Linked DNA regions of Drosophila melanogaster: region 1 is linked to region 2. The links are chromatin contacts, called in public Hi-C maps. All regions are on one chromosome and are shown on one strand. Each heading gives the region's core, a stretch centred on a gene start, on an enhancer-like site or on the middle of the called end of the contact. The rest is flanking DNA. Distances are from core to core; before and after follow the strand shown.

Evidence for each region. A called contact is a pair of places that touch in the nucleus more often than the background predicts.
Region 1: a contact with region 2 is called in a Hi-C map of the Kc167 cell line, with 1.6 times the contacts expected there. The contact joins the promoter of SMC3 here to the promoter of AnxB11 in region 2. A contact is called at or near these places in 12 of 107 Hi-C or Micro-C datasets (the Clone 8 cell line, the Kc167 cell line, the S2 cell line and 6 more) and 2 of 6 datasets of contacts at active chromatin or transcription factors (both in the Kc167 cell line).

The regions. Positions count from the first base shown.
Region 1 is chrX:16,591,178-16,595,175 of dm6, reverse strand. SMC3 (Structural maintenance of chromosomes 3) reads left to right here and starts at 1,737. Exons shown (of 5, transcript NM_078650.3): 1 at 1,737-1,824; 2 at 1,902-2,016; 3 at 2,093-2,232; 4 at 2,430-3,998. The coding sequence starts at 1,810. It overlaps Ubc7 (Ubiquitin conjugating enzyme 7), which reads right to left and starts at 1,499. Exons shown (of 4, transcript NM_001298405.1): 1 at 1,133-1,499; 2 at 989-1,070; 3 at 646-905; 4 at 1-485. The coding sequence starts at 1,175. The coding sequence ends at 367. It overlaps CG9784, which reads left to right. Exons shown (of 1, transcript NM_132907.3): 1 at 1-40.
Region 2 is chrX:16,419,493-16,423,990 of dm6, reverse strand. It overlaps AnxB11 (Annexin B11), which reads left to right and starts at 1,749. Exons shown (of 8, transcript NM_001272689.1): 1 at 1,749-2,210; 2 at 3,873-3,941; 3 at 4,221-4,498. The coding sequence starts at 3,930. It overlaps hang (hangover), which reads right to left and starts at 1,160. Exons shown (of 8, transcript NM_167521.3): 1 at 364-1,160. The coding sequence starts at 711.

The DNA.
Region 1 (3,998 bases), core at 488-2,987, 170 kb before region 2:
TTTATAAAGCATCAATACAAATTATATCTAGTGAAAATATATAAAAAAAAATAAACCTTTAATAATAGAAATTATTAGAATTTTCACTTTTCTTGCCAACTTCTCACTCCGCCTTCACCTGGCCTCGTGTCCAACTACCAGTGATGTACTTCAGGTAATAGGCCCTCCAGTTAAGTCCGGTGAGGCAGTCAGTGTGCTAGATAAACTTGAGTTAGTCGATTTTGACGTTAGGTTCTTCATTTTTGCTAATTTGAAACTTGTGTCGGTTAGCTCAACGAGGGATTTTTGAGAAAACTATGGGTTAGCGAGTTGTTGGAATCGTGTTGTTCAGGGTAGAAAGTATTGACGGTGACGCACATGATCCATTTACGCCGGTAAACCAAGAGTTTTGCGCACCAGCCGTCGGGCGATGGCGTTGAACTCATCCCTCTGTTCGCGCCACATAATTGCTGCATCCACATTAGCGCCGCTCTCATCGTTGGGTTCTGTGGGCAAAAATGAACGACATCAGTTTGAACTTAAGGAATGAACAAGTGAAGTGAACTATCGGCATGATCAACCATATAATCTAGTGAACAAATGAACTTGGAAGTAGATACCCCCGTTGGAATTGCCCTTAAGACTTTATTGTGACTTTTTTCTTACCCGCCAGCATGCTGACCACACTAAGCAAAATCTTCTCCACGCTCTGGACAGGACTCCAGCGCTCCGCGGATAGCTCGTAGCCCATGGGATCGTCGCCGGGTGCGTGTAGTATTGATATGCAGACCCGCCCGTCGGCGAATATGTTGGGATGGAACATGTCACAAGTGAATTTCATTTTAGGCGGACTCAGAGGATAGTCGGTCGGAAAGATGAGCCGGGCAGGAAACACTCCGCCCTCGAAACAAGTGCCCTCAGGTCCGCTGCAAAGGGCAAAGTGCAATTAATGGGTTAATCTGTCCACATCTGTCCGATCCGTGTCGATCGTTCGGGGATCTTAACTCACGCAATCAGTGCCTCCCACTCGAAGAAGTTGTCCTCGCTGATGGGGCCGGCCACAATGCCCTCGGGCGGGTCAAGTGTTAACTCTGGAGATGATCGGAGCGGTGGTAAGGGAAAGCTGTTGCTGCCCTGTGGACTTTCGACTCACGTTTGTATTCCGCCATCAGGCGGCGCAGTGCGGACCCAGCCATCCTAAATGCGCTCGATGGTAATGATGATGGTTCAGTTCACGGGCTCCTTCTCCCCACTGTGACCACTTCCTTTGAGTTTCCTTCAGCTGCTTCTCCGTTTCCTGTCCACCTGCTCCTGCACCTGCTACACCCGAATGGGGTCCTTGCTTGTTTTGGCGGCAATCGCGAACTTTCCAGATCCTCGGGCACGGGTCAAAATACAGACACGTCGTAATATAATAAACACAAACGGTGTTCCGTGTTTATTTATATCGAATGAATCGAGTGGCTTTCTATAAAAATATATCTGTACTGAGTGAATTTAACAAGAGTAATCGATTCGATTCGATAACGTCGGCTATCGTTGTTTTAGTATTTCACACCTTCAAACTACCTTATTAAATTAATTATTTGTTTGCTTCTTAAACCATTATTGATGGACACTTTTAGTTGTAAAATTTAAAATTATTTTTTTGTTTTATATCATTTGAATTTTTGGTTCGATTGCAAGCCAGTGTTTTTCAAAGTTGGGATATCGATGACATCGATAGTGAAACGCAAACATCGATAAGTCGCTGCCCGAGTCGATATTATTTATGTATTTGTTGTAAAACAAAAAGAGCGCGATTTTGTGCAAAAAATCGCATATAATAAGATGCACATCAAGCAGGTGAGTGTTGAAATGACGGCCATGCTCCTGGCCACCCATTGGACACCGAAGATCTGAAATCCACCCGTTAATTCCAGATTATTATACAAGGCTTCAAGAGTTACAAGGACCAGACGGTGGTGGAACCATTCGACAAGCGCCATAACGTTGTTGTTGGACGTAATGGCTCCGGGAAGAGCAACTTCTTCTACGGTTAGTATCAGCTCCAGCCTGCCTGTTCAGCTAACCATATTTAATCGACCCTAATGCTATCCCATCCACTTTGCAGCCATCCAGTTTGTGCTAAGCGATGAGTTCACCCACTTGCGGCCGGAGCAGCGTCAGTCGCTTCTGCACGAGGGAACAGGTGCCCGCGTCATCTCCGCCTATGTGGAGATCATCTTCGACAACTCGGACAACCGAGTTCCAGTGAGTAGTCAAACCAAGTGACCCAGAAAACATAGTCTTTGCAAGAACTCTACTGCCTTGGAAGATGTAGTCAATGGTTGTAACATATCGCTCAAAATCCTCTAAAGCAACCCGCTCATAGCATCTTCTCATAATATTCAAACTTATAGGCAAACATTTCTAGCCACTTCATAACTGACGCTACGCTTATTTTGTAGATCGACAAAGAAGAGATCTTTCTGCGGCGCGTGATTGGCGCCAAAAAGGACCAGTACTTCCTCAACAAGAAGGTGGTGCCGCGCAATGAGGTGGTCAATCTGCTGGAATCGGCTGGTTTTTCCAGTTCAAATCCCTACTACATTGTCAAGCAGGGCAAAATCAATCAGATGGCAACTGCCGCCGATTCCTATCGTCTCAAGCTGCTACGCGAAGTCGCGGGAACGCGTGTTTACGACGAACGGAAGGAGGAGTCGTTAAATCTATTGCGCGAGACGGACAGCAAGGTGGAGAAAATCAGCGAGTACCTAAAGACCATCGAGGATCGGCTCCAGACGCTCGAAGAGGAGAAGGAAGAGCTAAAGGAGTACCAGAAGTGGGACAAGACGCGCCGCACGCTAGAGTATATACGCTACGAAACCGAGCTGAAGGACACCAAGAAGGCTCTCGACGAGCTCCAGCTGCAGCGCAAGTCGTCCTCGGACAAAAAGAAGATCTACAACATTGAGATTCAGAAGGCACAAGAGAAGATCAAGGATGTGCAAAAGAACCTTAAAGAGGCAAAGAAGAAAGTGCAGAGCACAAAGGAGGAGCGCTCCGTACTGATGACGGAGCAGCAACAGTTACTGCGCGAGAAAACGAAACTAGACCTAACCATTGTCGATCTAAATGACGAGGTTCAGGGCGACAACAAGTCCAAGGAGCGGGCTGACCAGGAGCTTAAGAACCTTAAGGTAACGATAGCCGAACGCGAAAAGGAACTGGACGACGTAAAGCCCAAATACGAGGCGATGAAGCGCAAGGAGGAAGACTGCTCCCGAGAGCTGCAGCTCAAGGAACAGAAGCGCAAGGAGCTTTACGCCAAGCAGGGTCGCGGTTCACAGTTCTCCTCTAGGGAGGATCGCGACAAATGGATCACCAACGAGCTGAAGTCAATTAGCAAACAGACGCGCGATAAAATCGCTCATCACGCAAAACTCGTGGAGGATCTGAAGAAGGACGCTACCTCCGAAAAGGATCTGGGTCAAAAGATCGAGGAGCACTCATCGGAACTGGAGCAGCTCCGACTGCAGATCGACGAGCACAACAAGAAGTACTACGAGCTTAAGAAGACCAAGGACCAGCATCAGTCCATGCGAAACGAGTTGTGGCGCAAGGAGACACAGATGACGCAGCAGCTGCAGACGCACAAGGAGGAGCTATCGCGGGCGGACCAGGCGCTGCGCAGCATGGCCGGCAAGCCGATCCTGAACGGTTGCGATTCTGTGCGCAAGGTTCTCGACAGCTTTGTGGAACGTGGCGGTCAATCGGCGGAGATTGCGAGAGCCTACTATGGACCCGTCATTGAGAACTTCAGCTGCGACAAGACCATCTACACGGCGGTGGAGGTAACAGCCGCCAATCGGTTATTCCATCACATTGTGGAGTCAGAATACGAGGGCACGCAAATCCTCAAGGAGATGAATAAGCTGAAATTACCGGGCGAGGTGACCTTTATGCCCCTGAATCGACTTCAGGTTAAAATACACGATTATCCGGATGATCCCGACTCCATACCTATGATCTCCAAA
Region 2 (4,498 bases), core at 500-2,999:
TCGATGGGTCTTGAACTCCGGGGCCCAATGCCCACTGCCCAATGGTTACTCGGCATCATCCGTAACCTCACTTTTCCATTCTGTCCAGCGAACGGGTGTGGCCACCGCCTCATCCTTCCACTGACCATTTGGGATCTGTGTGTATAACTGTTAATGGTGTCCAACCACCAGAGCACCGGAGTGCCAGAGCACCCAAGAGAGCGTTCAGTGAGAGCGGCGGACTCGGACTCGGAATCGGAGACCCGGGATGACGACACCGACGGCAGCAATGGCGATGGCAACAGCCGGATTATGTATATACCCGCATCCGCATCCGCACCCGTGCCCATGCCCACACCCATACCCATACCCATAACCACTCACCTTGATGCCGACGCAGTTGTGGATCTTGGTGGACAGCGGCTCCTTGTCGGCCGCATAGCTATTGATGATCGAGATGCATTCGGTTTGTGGGGCGATGCACAGGCGACAGCAGTTTTGTCGCGCCGACCGTTCGCTGTTGCTGTTTCTCGCCGATGTTGCTGTTGCTGCTGTTGGAATGGCCGCTTCAGGGGATGTGGTTCCCGCTGACGCAGTGGCTACCGTCGTCGTTGTCGTTCCAGGCTGTGTCGCTGTGGCCTCCAATGCTACCGATGCTGTTGTTGTTGCGACGGCTGCTGCTACTGCTGCTGTTGTTGTTGTTGTCGCTGTTGCCGCCGCAGCGTCGCACATTTTGTCGCTTTTGTATTGGTCGCCCTCTCGCTCTCTTCTTTGCCGCTTGCTTCTACTTCTCGGTTGAATTTGTTTTTGGGTTTGGTTTTTTGCACGTTTTCACTTTTGTTTCGGTCTGCGTCCGTTCGCAATCGTTCCACACCATCCACATCCACTACTACAATATACTACTATGTGCTATATTATCCGCTCTCCGACGGAAACGACCACGCCGCTCGCGTTTCCCACTTTTCGCACATTGTTCGCACTGGTTCTTTTACTTATTTCGTTGCCATTGATCCTTTGCTGATTCGCAATTTGGAGTTTCGCTCTTGGGTTTCCTTTATCTTCGCCTATTTTTCCACTTCGCTTTTGTTTGGAGGAGTCGCACTGGAAAAAAAATGACCGCTACACTGGGACTGCGAATTGCCGTGGCGTATCTGCGACTGTAAACGGGAAAATGATTTCTGGCGAAAAAAGGTCGTTTTTGGCTAGAGATGGGCACGCCGGGCGAAGCCTGGACCTTACTATCGCTATCGCTTGTGGCAGACGCATGCGTGGTCACACTTACCACTGTACGGCGGTTTTTCTTAGCGGTCGCATACCCGGTCACTCTGGGAAATAACCATCAAAGAAGCCATTTTAATTCGATAAGTCGATCTCTTTGACTTTTTATATCGCGGCTATATAGAATTTCAAAATAAAAGTATGAAAAACTCCACATAAAGATTGTACAAAGATTCTCTATAAAGTGAATCATAAAATTTACTGCATTGAACGTACTTTAGCTTAAATTTCCGTTGATTTCTTATTGGGAAATTAGGTATGTTAAGAGATTTGAATTAAGCAACTACAAAAGTGAATTCTGAAAACTGATTTCCAAATTAAAGAAAATAATGTTTTAATATTGCAGTTACTTCGCAGTTATACCGGGAACATACGAAATTGTGAATGCACCGGCTACTCGATAGCCACCGATATTCCGATTGGAAAGGGCACAGCTATCGACTAGAATCGAGTAATCAAAGTAACAACAGGTTGTTGTCCCGCCCTGGCGGTAAGTCAGTTGATAAATTCACTTCGGCATTACAAAATACCCGCAGAGTGCCAACATCGCGTTTGCCGATACTTAAAGTAATTAAAAGCGTTATAATTGTGCCGTTCTTTATGGTGTATTTGTTTTCGCGCAACATGCGTGTTCTTATTGCTGTTTAACACGTTTCCCTGAAGTGTAGACTTGTGAAATCTTTACTTTAAGTCTCTGCTCCCAAATATTCTCCAAGACAGACGTATTTGTGTGCCTGTGTGTGTATCTGCCGAGAAGAAATACATATATCGTACGACTGGTGGCGGGGTAACCAGCGATAGAAACTTTCGTTTGATATCTTCAGATACAAAGATACAATTGTATCTCGAAATGCAACTACTCACACACACGCACGCACGCACACCGGCACTGACACGTGTTGATGTGCTGCACTTGTGTGCGTTTTACCCATCTGTTGATTGCGACCTTGCTAGTAAATAATTACCATCTAATAAATTATGATACAATAGGAATAGATGCGCCCACCTATGTATCTAATTATGTAGGGGCGTGCACATAAGGCCCATTTTTATGCCTAAATGCCAATCTTCTGACCTATCTATCTATCTCATGTGCGCTTTTAATAGGTTATACTTAAATGAAAGCGATCGAACTTATACTTTTCCCGGAATCCGGGACCATTTCAAAGAATTTCAAGATAAGCGCACTCAAAGTTGTAAGCGATTATTGTCTTATTTTTAGTGGTATTTACGCAAAGTTGTTCGAATTTACTGTGCCAAAATCATAAGTAAAGAAATATATAAAAAGTACAACAACTAATTGCAAAATGAAGCATCAAAATTGTATTTCGCAAATGTTCGAAATATCTTTTCGGCTCTATGTAACTATGAATCCAAAATTCACAGGAATTTTACTTCTGATCCATTTGTAAAAGCATGACTCAATTAGTATACATAGATACTTAGATACATAGATACTTATGTATGCGCACGGGTAGACTTTGTTGACGTGGGTTTGAGTGTAAGATGAATCATCTCGGAGTGAGCAAATGCGTTCTGTTGCCTTGAAAACGGCCCTTTCCGATGATAATGGACCGCAGAAATCGCTGCGGTGGAAATAAAGCCATTGTTCTGGTTATTTGCGCTGCGAGGTGCCATTGAAGTCTTTTCCAAAACGAATTTAACTTAATTTTTTGGTTAAAAATGTATAAAGAGTGGGACAGAACAGACCGTACATGCAGTTGTTTATGTTTATCAATTGAAAAGTTTTCAAGAAAGGCTTTGCAAATGACGAAACAATTGGAAAACAAACCCAAAGCCTTTGTGCAAATAGTTTAATATATTATATTCAGGCCTCACATTTGTTTCCATACCCATTAAGTCAGGAGGCGTCCCTCTGTCTGAAGCAAAAAATTATAAATTACAAGTAACACGCATGACCCGCAGCTATATTGCGCATATATAATATAAGGTAAAAGGGAAAACACAACGTTTATATATATGTATATATATGTATATATATATATATATATGTAGATATGAAGTACCTTGTGGGCCACAAATGGGTGTAGCATACATGTGTACATGTGGCGAAAGTCTACATTGGCGACATTTCAGTGGAACCATTATAAGGTCTCTTGGGACAGTTTACTATATCGCCGAAATTAATTATTTTATTTTAATGTTTTTGCATATTTCATATATCCATATCAGTTGATTTATTTTTTTGGGAAGTTCCCTCTCTAAGCAAAACCGGATGCCTTTATCCCATATATGACGCAAATTCATATTACTCTTAATTGCTTAAATTATAAGGCATACCCTGTAATAGTGTTCTTATCTAATAGCGCAATCCCCACTCCAATTTGATTGGTTTCCAATGTATGTATACTCAAATACAAGTTAGACCTATTTTATAACTTAAAGTTTGATTTGTACATTAGCACGTTTTGTTGCGTAGTGTAATCTAATGTTTCGGTTCAAAGTCGCTTGTACCTTCTATTTGAGCACCAATCTTTAACATGATGTTAGATCAGCTGATTAAACATTAAAACTATATGTACATTGTACTTGTGCATGTGTGTGAATATTTTCAATTTAACGAAACGCATAATTCCTATTTTGCTCTTTTCCAGTACTGAATCTCAATCACCGGAAATTATCCACAGAATCTCCATAGAACCTCCCTCAAAATGTATCCCTTCGTAAGTTTTGAATGCACATCCTGTAGATTTTAGTTATAAAAGTATCAGCATTAATAAGTGCCTTGGTTCTTAAATATCATAACATATTCACAATATATTTTATAAATAAGTTTGGTATAACATATTTTTTTGGGTATAAAACTATAATAATTTATTCGGGTGAGTTCTTTCGTTTAGTCTGATTCATTTTTCTAAGAGATAGATGTCATTCTTGTGAGCTCTGTGTTTAATTCAGCGCCATGGAGTCAACTTGAATTGTACATTTTCTGACTTTTATAGGGTTCTGGAATGCCATCGCACCCCCCTACCTCCACTAACCACCACGAGCCGCCACGGGCGCCCTTTGGAGCTGGTTGGGTGCCACCGATGCAGCAAAACTCGCCATACCCACCACCCTCCCAGCCACACCCACACTCACAGCCATCGTCCCAAATGCATCCTCAGCAGCATCAGCAATATCCAGGCGGAGCTCCAGCTCCTTATCCACCAATGTCGGCACCGTACCCGTCCGCCGCCCCATCCTATCCACCATATCCCACCTCGAATCCTTACCCGGC